Regions from separate parts of the Callithrix jacchus genome. Here region 2 is linked to region 1. The links are chromatin contacts, called in public Hi-C maps. All regions are on one chromosome and are shown on one strand. The core of a region is the stretch at or near the end of the contact, and the rest is flanking DNA. Distances in the headings are between cores, read along the strand shown. Region 1 overlaps PNKD (PNKD metallo-beta-lactamase domain containing). Region 2 holds the start of CTDSP1 (CTD small phosphatase 1).

What was found. A called contact is a pair of places that touch in the nucleus more often than the background predicts.
Region 2: a Hi-C map of induced pluripotent stem cells shows a contact between it and region 1, with 4 times the contacts expected there. The contact joins the promoter of CTDSP1 here to the enhancer-like site in region 1. A contact is called at or near these places in 3 of 3 Hi-C or Micro-C datasets (induced pluripotent stem cells and skeletal muscle).

What each region holds. Positions count from the first base shown.
Region 1 is chr6:140,039,997-140,045,944 of calJac240_pri, forward strand. The region is part of intron 2 of PNKD (PNKD metallo-beta-lactamase domain containing); the gene reads left to right. Among named protein-coding and RNA genes, the nearest start is that of TMBIM1, 5.2 kb to the left of the region's middle. Within about 2 kb of position 3,320, at least 6 of the 16 cell types and tissues checked have an H3K27ac peak or open chromatin away from gene starts, as enhancers often do.
Region 2 is chr6:140,149,563-140,154,975 of calJac240_pri, forward strand. CTDSP1 (CTD small phosphatase 1) reads left to right here and starts at 2,228. Exons shown (of 8, transcript XM_078328492.1): 1 at 2,228-2,368; 2 at 2,837-2,953; 3 at 3,724-3,872; 4 at 4,228-4,329; 5 at 4,463-4,519; 6 at 5,143-5,235; 7 at 5,340-5,413. The coding sequence starts at 2,302.

The sequences.
Region 1 (5,948 bases), core at 2,070-4,569:
CATACACCCTTCAATTTACATTCTGTGGGCCAAGAACCTCATTTTAGGAAGTCTCCACCCAAGCTGTGATCTCACCAGAGCAAGTAGAGTTCTGCTCAGTTTCTGTCTCCCCCTTACTCAAGGAGTAGAGCTCTAGGTGAAATGCATGGCCCCGTGGAATCCAGCCAGATCTCCGACGTCCTTTCATGCTCTCTACACTTGGGCTCTGTCTTAGTCCATCTGGGCTACTACCACAAACATTCCTTAGAGTGGGTAATTTAGAAACAGCAGAAATGTGGTCAGGCATAGTGGCTCATGCCTGTAATCCCAGCACTTTGGGAGGCCAAGGCGGGCAAATCACCTGAGGTTGGGAATTTGAGACCAGTCTGATCAACATGGAGAAACCCCGTCTCTACTAAAAATACAAAAATTAGCCAGGTGTGGTGGCACATGCCTGTAATTCCACCTACTCAGGAGGCTGAGGCAGGAGAACCGCTTGAACCAGGGAGGCAGAGGTTGCAGTGAGTTGAGATAGCACCATTGCACTCCAGCCTAGGCAACAAAAGTGAAACTCCGTCTCAAAAAAAAAACAAAAGAAAAGAAAAAGAAACAGCAGAAATGTATTGCTCACAGTTCTGGAGGGTGGGAAATCCAACATCAAGGTGCCACCTGCAGTTAGGAGTCTGACAAAGGCTCCCTCCACTCTTCATAGATGGTATTGTCTAGCTGCATCCTTTTATGGCCAAGGAAGGAACAAACAGACACCACCCCCACACCAGCCTTTTCTTTTTCTTTTCTTTTCTTTATTTTTATTTATTTATTTTTGAGACCAGGTCTCACTGTCACCCAGGTTGGAATGCAATGGCACAATCACAGCTCAATGCAGCCTTGACCTCCAGGGACAACTAATCCTTGCACCTCAGCCTCCTGAGTAGCTGGGACTACAGGCATGCACCACCACACCTGGCTAATTTTTGTATATTTTGCAGAGGCAGGATCTCACTATGTTGCCCAGGCTGGTCTTGAACTCCTGGGCTCAAGCAATTTTTCTGTCTCCACCTTCCAAAGTGTTGGGATTACAAGTGTGAGCCACTGCACCTGGCCACCAACTTCTTTTTTTCTTCCTTTTTTTTTTTTTTTTTTTGTGAGACAAAGTCTCTTTCTTATCGCCTAGGCTGAAGTGCAGTGGCAAGATCTTGGCTCACTACAGCCTCCGCCTCCTGGTTCAAGCAATTCTCCTGCCTCAGCTCCCTGAGTAACTGGAACTACTGGCATGTGCCACCACACCCAGCTAATTTTTTTGGATTTTTAGTAGAGACGGGGGTTTCTGTAGGGCTGAAGGCCCCACAGGGTCGTGGGGTGTCCCTTATGCTGTGCTGAGGCGCAGGATACGAGAAATAAAGAGACAGGACACAGAAGTACAAGGAAAACACAGCTGGGCTCGGGGGGCCACACCACCTGTGAGCAGAGTCAGGCGAGGCCCCTGAATGTCCAGTAGCGTAAGTATTTATTGTGTATAGGTTAGGAGGCAGGGCAGTGAGTGAAATCATCTTTAAGGATAGTGATGGGATCGTGAGCAATAAAACAAGGGGTCCACCCCCATTAGGTCACCTGGGCTAGGAGATGGACAGTGCACAGCAAGGGGTTCATTCCCATTAGGTCACCGAGGCATGGAGGTGGGCCGTGCACAGTGAACAGGGTGCAGTGTGCAATACCTCTGTCTATGGGTAAACTACTTCTAAGAAGATTTATGGGGGGATGCTTTAAGTCACACAGCAGTGACAGAGCTGTCAGGGTTACTGCCACCTACTGGCAGCTTCCAGTGAGTTCTATGGGAAGATGCTTTTCGAGCAGCACAGTAACAAGAGCTGATAAAGTTCACAGTCACCAAGGTGCAATTGCCAGTCTGAGGGCAGCCTTCCACAAGAACTGGAGCAAGGTCCTACAACTCCTTTATCAGGAGGAGTGGCTCTTGCCCCAAGCCTGCCATACAGCGGATATCTTTACGATACTGAACGCTGCCGCCTGGTCCATGGATTCTTGTCCTAGTATAACTGTTTTCCCTTAAATCATGTTCTGCACTGTGTCTGCTCTAGGCATTCCTCTGATATAAGCTGCTTATTTCTTAATTCATGCTCTGTACTGTGTATACTCTAGGCATTCCTCCGATTATGAACAAAGATATAATTTTTTATATATGTAGGGAAATATTCTTGAGGCACTCATACTATGAACTAATATGTGATTATATAGAGAGGATTGTATAAAGGCAAATAAGTGAGTAGTAACACTATAAACAGATAATCTTCAAGCCCAACTTCCATAAACTAATATATGATTATATAAAGGGTTATGCAAAAGGAAATAACTAAGTAGTAACACTATAAACTGAGATATTCTTCAGGCCTTAATTGTGCCAGGATTCTGCTTAGCTCTCCTTCCTCAGTGCCTATATGGGGGGTTACCCACAGGTTTCACCGGGTTAGCCAGGATGGTCTTGATCTCCTGACCTCGTGATCCATCAGCCTCCGCTTCCCAAAGTGCTGGGATTGCAGGGGACAGCCACTGCAGCCGGCCTCATCAGCTTCTTTTCTAAGAGCAGGAATTCCATTCCAGAGCGTTCCACTTCAGGACCTGATCACCTCCCAAAGGCCCCACCTTTTAATACTATCACATTGAGGGTTAAGTTTCAACAAATGAATGGAGCAGGGACAGCAGCATTCAGAACATAGCAGGCCCCTTATCCAGAAAATACCCTCCACTTTCTAGAACCACCAGGATGGTTGGTCTCCAAGGAAATTCCCTTTCCAGCCAGCAATCACCAGTGACTCACATCTGCCCAACTGGGGGAGTGGAACACACCTTGCTGCGTGCTTTTCCTCCGAAGCCCTTTTTCTGACCGTGGGGTCAAAAATAACACCTGAAGCAGCTGGCTCAGAGCAGCAGTGCTTCGCGGGCAATAGGCATCCAATAAACGACGTTTCTTTTCTTGGGCCTTATCTGCAAAATTATTAAGTAAGCTCTTATTGTCTGCCAAGGAGACAGGAATTTCCAGTTCTAGCAATAAGACAGCTGAAAGGACACAGCCTCTGCTCTCAAGAAACTCACAATCTAAGAGAGCCAGTAAAAGGACAGGTTATTACCATGTTGACAGCTTGACAAATGCTGGCAGGTAAAGAAATATTCACTTGGTTCCTCCAGATCCCAGAGAAAGCTCCTAATCCAGTGTGGGGAAAGGGGTGGGGGCTCGGGAAAGGTCTTCAGAGGAGCTGACATCTGACTCGAGTGTTAAGGGGTGTTAGGAACCAGCATAGTGGGAGGAGGGGAGAGGGTTCTCCAGGCAGAGGGCGGAGGGCGAGGGGCTTAGGGCCAGTTGTCCCAGCAAACTAGTATGGGAGGCGGGGGATGCAGTGGGGTAGAAGGGGTAGGAAATAGGGCTGGGCAAGGAGGCAGGGGGCCAGGAATTGAGATTTTACCCTGAGAGCAGTGGGAAGCCAGAAAACAGCCACCTAGAGGGAGTTTGGGATGGTCAGGGAGGCTCTGGTGGTGCCCTTGGGGTAGGGTTCCAGCTTTAGCAAATAAAGATGCAAGGCAACCAGTTAAATTTGAACTGCAGTTAAACAATAAACCTTTTTTTTTTCTCGAGACAAGGTCTGGCTCTGTTGCCTAGGCTGGAGTGCAGTAGTGCGATCTTGGCTCGCCGCCACCTTCCCCTCCCTCCCCCTCCCAGGCTCAGGCCTCCCGAACAGCTGGGGCTACAGCTGTGAGTGCCACGACGCCCAGCTAATTTTTGTATTTTTTGTAGAGATGGGGTTTTGCCATGTCGCCCAGGCTGGTCTTGAACTCATGAGCTCAAGCAATCCACCTGCCTCGGCCTCCCAAAGTGCTGGGACTACAGGCATGAGCCACCGTGCCGGCCAAACAATTTTTTTCTTTTCTTTTTCTTTTTGCGACGGAGTTTTGCTCTTGTTACCCAAGCTGGAGTGCAATGGCGCGATCTCGGCTCACCACAACCTCCGCCTCCTGGGTTCAGGCAATTCTCCTGCCTCAGCCTCCTGAGTAGCTGGTATTACAGGCACACACCACCATGCCCAGCTAATTTTTTGTATTTATAGTAGAGACGGGGTTTCACCCTGTTGACCAGGATAGTCTTGATCACTTGACCTCGTGATCCACCCACCTCGGCCTCCCAAAGTGCTGGGATTACAGGCGTGAGCCACCGCACCCAGCTTTTTTTTTTTTCTTTTAAAGACGCGGTTTCACCTTGTTGGTCAGGCTGGTCTTGAACTTCGGACCTCAGGTGATCCGCCCGCCTTGGCCTCCAAAGTGCTTGGATTACAGGCGTGAACCACTGCACCTGGCCAATTTTTTTTTCATATAAGCGTATTCCACTGCCCCATATAATATTTGGAAATACTTAACACTAAAAAAGTATTCGTTGCTTATCTGAAATTCACACTTAGCTGGGCGTTTGTATTTTTCTGGTAACGCTATCTGGAGGAGAGTGGAGTCAAGTCCATGGCTGCAGGAAGAGGGGTGGGGGAGGAAAAGGGATTAGACTGATGTTTATTTTAGGACTGGTGTAGCTAAAGCTTAGTGATTGGTGGGAGGGGGTGGTGGCAGCTTGGAAGGGGTGGGCCCAGGTGGAACCTAAAGGATATGGGTGGGGAAAACTTAATTGGAGCATTGAATCTGGAGAACTTTCTCTGTCTCCACCCTCCAGCCCAGCCCCAGGGCTCCCCACTAATTGGTCCTCCAAACCCTTCTCATAGCTGCCTGATTACCCTGCATTTAATGTGTCACTCTACCCAAGCACTGATCACTAACTTTCCCAAATGAGTTGCCTTTTTTCTGTTTTATTTATTTATTTATTAACACAGAGTCTCACTCTGTCACCCAGGCTGGAGGGCAGTGCCACGATCTCGGCTCACTGCAACTTCTGCCTCCTGGGTTCAAGCAATTCTCCTGCCTCAGCCTCTCAAGTAGCTGGGATTACAGGCATGTGCCACCGCGCCCAGCTAATTTTTATATTTTTAGTAGAGACAGGGTTTCGCCATGTTGGGCAGGCTGGTCTCGAACTCTTGGCCTCAGGTGATCCACCTGCCTTGGCCTCCCAAAGTGCTGGGATTATAGGCTGTGCCCCGGCAAAGTTGCCTTTTTTTCAGAGGACGCATTTACTGAATGGAGGCATTGAACCTAGCCTGAGGTGCATGTGCTTGTTTCTCACCACTGAAGGGCAGTAACAATGTCTCATTCACCCCTAGGCCTGGGCACAGCCCTGACCCAGCATCTGTTAAGTTGAATGCTAATATTCTAAGGTGGGGTGAGGGAAGGCTCTCAGGCTTGAATGATAGATGTATGGGGGAGGTGGGGGTGGGGCATGGGGCTCCTCCCCCTAAAAATTGGCCTTATTATTCATAAACGTTATTTAGCACTTTCCTAAGGAAATAAGGAGTGGAAAGAATGGTAGAATTGGATGTCCCAGGAGTGAGGGTTTTGTTCCAGCTCTGGCACTAAAGGACTGTGAGGCTGAGGGCCCATCTCTCGACTTAGAAATCATACTGCAGCAGGTTGCAGTGTCTCATGCCTGTGACCCAGCATTGTGGGAGGCTGAGGCCAATGGATCATCCAAGGTCAGGAGTTCGAAACCAGTCTGACCAACATAAAGTGAAACGTTGTCTCTACTAAAAATACAAACAATTAGCTGGGCGTGGTGGCACATACCTGTAGTCCCAGCTACTCAGGAGGCTGAGGCAGGAGAATCATTTGAACCTGGGAGATGGAAGTGGGAGGTTACAGTGAGCCGAGATCATGCCACTGCACTCCAGTGTGGGTGACAGAACAAGACTCCGTCTCAAAAAAAAAAGAAAGAAAGAAAAAGAAAAAAAAAGAAATAATACTGCAATTGTCTACCTCCTGTGGCTTCTGAAGCCGCCCTCAGCTGAGGATATCTAAGTGAAAGGCGTGAG
Region 2 (5,413 bases), core at 978-3,477, 110 kb after region 1:
ATCCTACTAGCTTCGCGACTCACTCCGTAACTACCCGCCCCGAGGCGCGGGAAGAGAAGTTCAGGACTCCAAGCAAAAGGCGCGGCTGCCTTGGCCGCAAAGGGAGCTTGGGAGGAGGGGTTAGGTCTCCCTGGGAAGAGACCTGCAAGGGCCAAGGCTTGAAGTGCCTATAGGTGGGGGTGGAGGAGGTGGGGGGATCCCTGAGGAATCCGGTGAGCTCAGGACGGCCCGTCTGGGAATTGTGGGTGGGGGTAGAGCGGCCAGGTTCCAGCCCCCTTCACAGTGGGAGAACAGGAGGGAGAGGAAGGCGCGTCACCCAACCCAGGCCAGGGGCGAGGCTACGACTCCACTCAGTCCCTCACCACACGCTTCCTTTGGGGGTCAAGAAGACCCAGCATCCGGAGATAAGACTGAAGCCCCACCCAGTGGGCCGGACCGCAGGGGAGACAGACGTTCTGCTCCCAGGCTGGAATCCCGCCTTTCTCCTCGCCTGTAGAGCCAGGGCACGTCGCTTCCTTTCTTCAAGCTCAGTTTCCTCATCTATGATATGGGATTAAAAGGAGGCGGTTCTGAGGAGTAAATGAGATTAAAAGGCGCAGCCAGAACAGGCCCGGGACAGCGCCAGCGTTGCGTGGCGATCACGGTGTTGAAGCGCAATGGTGGCCGCCCCGTGGGCTCCCCAGGAGCCGGAGGAGGGCCGAGGGGTCCAGCCGGGGAGGATCAGCCCCCGACAGTCCCCTCCCGCCCCCGCTCCTAGCCTCGGGGCACGAAGCCGCGGCGCCAGTAGGCAGGCAACGCCCCCCTCCCTTCTCCTCCCGGCCCCCGCGCGGGGCCTCCCCTCCCCGGCTCCCCCTCTGCAGGCCTTGGCGGACGTGCGCCGCGTTGCACCCGGCGGCCGGACGGGACAGGACGCGCCCGCTCCGCCCCGCCGAGGAGGCCCCAGGGGCGAGCGGGAGGGGAGGAAGTGCCGAGGCGTGTTTATCGGGCTTGGCGTTATTCTTAATTTTTAAATGGTGAACACAAAATAGTAACGACGAGTGAAAAAGACGTCATAAACCGGGGGAAAGACCGGCCCGCAAACTCACGGCGCGCACCACGAAGGGGCTTCCCGCGTGAAGACGGGGACCTCAGTTCCCAAGTGCCAGCCAGCACCGCGCCGGAGCCCGGGTGGGGTGGGCCGTGAGAGTCTGGTTTGAGGTCCCCACGGTCGGACTTTGGGCCCACTGCGTGCGGCGCCGAGCTGGGCTCCAGGGATCGGCAGCAAGACCAGTGACCCCCACCGCATCCCCAGTAGTCACAGGGCGGCCAGCGAGCGCGGGCAGGGGAGGGGGTCTGGGAATACCCCTGGAGAAGGTGGCATTTCCTCAAGGTCGGTGGAATTTGGCTACGCGAAGGGAACAGCGCCTACGAAATTTCAGGCGGGAACGCGCGGTGGCCCGGGACCGGCGGGTGGACGTGCGGGGAGAGGTCGGCAGGCCCCTTCCCAGGGCCGGGAGTTGGAATTTCACACCCTACAGACCTGGGGCACCTCGCCCTGGGGCTGCGGGGGGGGCGGCGACCGTCCCATTCAAGAGCGTGATTCTGAGGTTTGCACAGATACTTGAAGACTGCAGAGCCTTCGCTGGCTCACGAGGTCCTTGCGAAGTGACCCCCGCGACCACCAGACCGGAGAGAAGACCCATTTCACAGATGAGGTAGCGCTATCCCCAAGTCCTCAAGGAGGAAACCAGGAAACCTCTAGTTCGGGTCTTCAGCGCAGAGGTGGAGCCGCGCAGCACTCGCGCACTCCCCGGCGTGGGCGCTCCGGGCAGGCGAGCCTTGGCCCGGGGCGCTCGGCAGCTTGGAAAGGTGGGCCGGGTACCGGGTCTGCCACGCAGCCGCAGAGGCTCAGCCCGGCCGGCGGCGGGAAAGGAGGCGACGCCCCCTGGAGCGCGGCTGGAACCCGGCCCCGCCCACCGCCCAGTCCGCCTAGCCGCGCCGGTCCCTGAAGTGGTGAAAGCCGCGGCCGAGTCCTGGTCACACCGAAGCCGTTGCCCTTTTAAGGGGGAGCCTTGAAACGGCGCCCGGGTTCCATGTTTGCATCCGCCTCGCGGGGAGGAAACTCCATGTTGTAACAAAGTTTCCTCCGCGCCCCCTCCCTCCCCCTCCCCCCTAGAACCTGGCTCCCCTCCCCTCAGAAGCTCGCGGGGATCCCTCCCTCCCACCCCTCCCCTCCCCCCCGCGCCCCGATTCCGGCCCCAGCCGGGGGGGAGGCCGGGCGCCCGGGCCAGAGTCCGGCCGGAGCGGAGCGCGCCCGGCCCCATGGACAGCTCGGCCGTCATTACTCAGATCAGCAAGGAGGAGGCTCGGGGCCCATTGCGGGGCAAAGGTACCGGGGCTGCGGGGAGCTGGCCGAGGCCGGGGCACCGTGGGAGGAGAGGAGGGGCCGGGATCTTCCCCGGGGGAGCCGCCCGGGGCGCCCGCCTTGACAGTGCCCGAAGCTCCCAGCCCGTGAGGGAGCGGGGAGAGAGTTTGAACTCAAAGGAGGCTCAGAGACGCGGGGCGGGGCCTGGCGCTTTTGGGGCGCTCCCGTCCGCTAGAGGTGAGGAAACTGAGGCAGGACTAGAGAGACTCCTTTGGGGGCTCCCTGGCTGGCATTGCGTGGTGCATGGGCGTCCCCCCCATTCGTGCCAATGGGGCTGGGAGATGGGGGGGCTGAGGAGGGCACCAATGGGGCACCCGCTGAGACTCCGCCCCACCCCCCCCACCCAGGCTGCGGTCCGGTAGGGTCTTGGGAGGGGGCGCCGAGGTGACAGCGGGCTGGGGAGGCTTGAAGGGATCTCCCGCCAACACACAGCCACGTTCCCACAAACTTCGCGTCACGCGTGGTGGCGCCGAGCCCCTCCGAGGCACAGAGACGACGGCCAGCACTTCCAAGAGTCGCCTGGCGCCCGCGGGGAGAGTCTTGCGCCTAGTGGGCACGCACTGCCCGGGGAAGGCTGCGCCCCCGGGTGGCTGGACCGGGGTGGGAGTCTGCCCCTCCTCTTCCCTGTCTGGACCTCAGGACCTGGACGCTGCTCCCAGGTCTGCCCACCCCCACCTGGGCCTGGCTGCCCCGGAGCAGGGGGCAAGGTGGAAAGGCTAGTTGCAGGGGGCCGGAGGGGGTGGGGTGAGAGGGGTGTCTGTCAATCAGGCAGCGGTTGCTGGGCTCCAGGTCGGAGGTCTGGGCAGGGCGGGGCAAGCAGATGGCCGCTGGACACTGGCCCCAGACCGTGGGCCTGCATCCCTGCCTCTGGGCCCAGCCGCGGGTGAGGACTTTGTCCCACAGTGGGTGGAGAGGATAGAGGGAGGGCAGGGGTGGACAACTGCCCTGAGCCCCAGGCCCTGACTCTCCTGAGCCGGAGGGCTCAGGTAAAGTGGGGTCATGATCATCAGCAGTCATGGAGGCGGTGAGAGGCAGGGAAAGAGCACCCCAGGACCCCCTTCTCCAGGCAGCCACTCCCTATGTGGGTGGGCGCCTTAATACCGCTAGACCTACTTGTGGGGAGCTGCAGGAGCCTTGGAGAAGACTGTGGGGCCCCTGGCAGGGGCATTTCAGGAAGAGTCAGGAGCCGCCTTAGTGTGTCTCCTTTAATGAAGTGGCTACGGCCAGATCCTCCCAGGTGGGGTTCATGCCTGGGCGCACATGCAGGATTCTGCAGGCCAGTGTGCACCCAGCCCCCAACCTGGGCCTCCTTATTTCAGGTGACCAGAGGTCAGCAGCTTCCCAGAAGCCCCGAAGCCGGGGCATCCTCCACTCACTGTTCTGCTGCGTCTGCCGGGACGATGGAGAGGCCCTGCCCGCCCACAGCGGGTCGCCCCTGCTTGTGGAGGAGAATGGTGCCATCCCCAAGGTGTGTGGGGGCCAGGTGGGGCTTCAGGGCTTTAGGGGAAGGGGTTCCTGACTGAGCTTTTCAGCACACACTTATGGACCCTGACAGGTCCAGAGTGGGAGGATGCCAGCCTCCCCTGCCAGGCTCTGCCCACTTTGGGGAAACTGAATTCTCCCTTATAGGTGGAAGTTTTTCTCTACCTTGGTTTTCAGAGAGGGCTCAGCCAGGTGGCCTATCCAAGCCACAGAGCTGGCAGGGGCAGAGCTGGGAAGCAGGTGGTATCTGCCCCTGGCTCCAGGGTTCCTCTAGAGAGGGCAGGAGGAAGGACGGGACCTGGAGAGAGGCCCCCCAGCCAGCCCCGCCCTCCCCACAGCAGACCCCAGTCCAGTACCTGCTCCCCGAGGCCAAGGCCCAGGACTCAGACAAGATCTGCGTGGTCATCGACCTGGATGAGACCCTGGTGCACAGCTCCTTCAAGGTGGGCCCTGCTCAACAGCCCTCAGCCTGGGTCTCAGCGGGGTCCCCCACCCTGGCCTGGGAGGGAGGTGTATGCTGGGCCCCACCCCCTGGGGCTCCCCCCTCCAACTCCAGCAGCTCTTTTCCCCCCACAGCCAGTGAACAACGCCGACTTCATCATCCCTGTGGAGATTGATGGGGTGGTCCACCAGGTGAGGGCCAGGAGGAGGCAGTGGTGGGCTTGGCCTCTGCCTTCCAGACCCCAGGCTCTTCCCACCAATCCAGAGCACCTTGGATGGGACTTGCATAGACGTGGAATGTCAAAGGCCCAGAGAGGGTGTGAGGCTTGCCCTAAAGGCACACAGAATCAGAAGGGCTTGGGCTGACTCCAGGCTGCAGCGTGGGCTCCTCCGCTAGGCCCCCCGTGCTGTGCCCCCTCACCCCACCCTGCCCGGGACCCAGTTCAAGTAATTCAGGATAGGTTGTGTGCTGTCCAGCCTGTTCTCCATTACTTGGCTCGGGGACCGGTGCACTGCAGCCTTGGGGTGAGGGGGCTGCCCCTGGACTCCTGCACTGGGCTGAGGCTGAGGCAGGGGACGGGACTGGGAATTAGTGACTTTGTGAGGTAGGACCGGCCAGTGGAGTGGAAGTTTTGATCATTTTCTGGGAGGGGGCCAGTTTCCCCAGAAGTGGTCAGGGTGGCTGGCCAAGCGGAGCCTGCAGGCCCAGCCTCCTTCCTGTGTGCCTCTGCCTCCCCAGCCCATGCCCTCCCAACCCTCCGCTGCCCCCACCCTGCCCCACTGGTCTGCAGCCTCCTCACTGGCCCGCCCCCCAGGTATACGTGCTGAAGCGGCCTCACGTGGATGAGTTCCTGCAGCGAATGGGCGAGCTCTTTGAATGTGTGCTGTTCACTGCCAGCCTCGCCAAGGTGAGCCCCACACGGGTCCTGGGGTAACCTTGCCCTCCCACCCACCTCCAGCATGCGGCCCAATGAGCCTACAGGCTCCAGGATGACCTGCCTCTTGCTCCCAGTACGCAGACCCAGTAGCTGACCTGCTGGACAAGTGGGGGGCCTTCCGTGCCCGGCTGTTTCGAGAGTCCTGTGT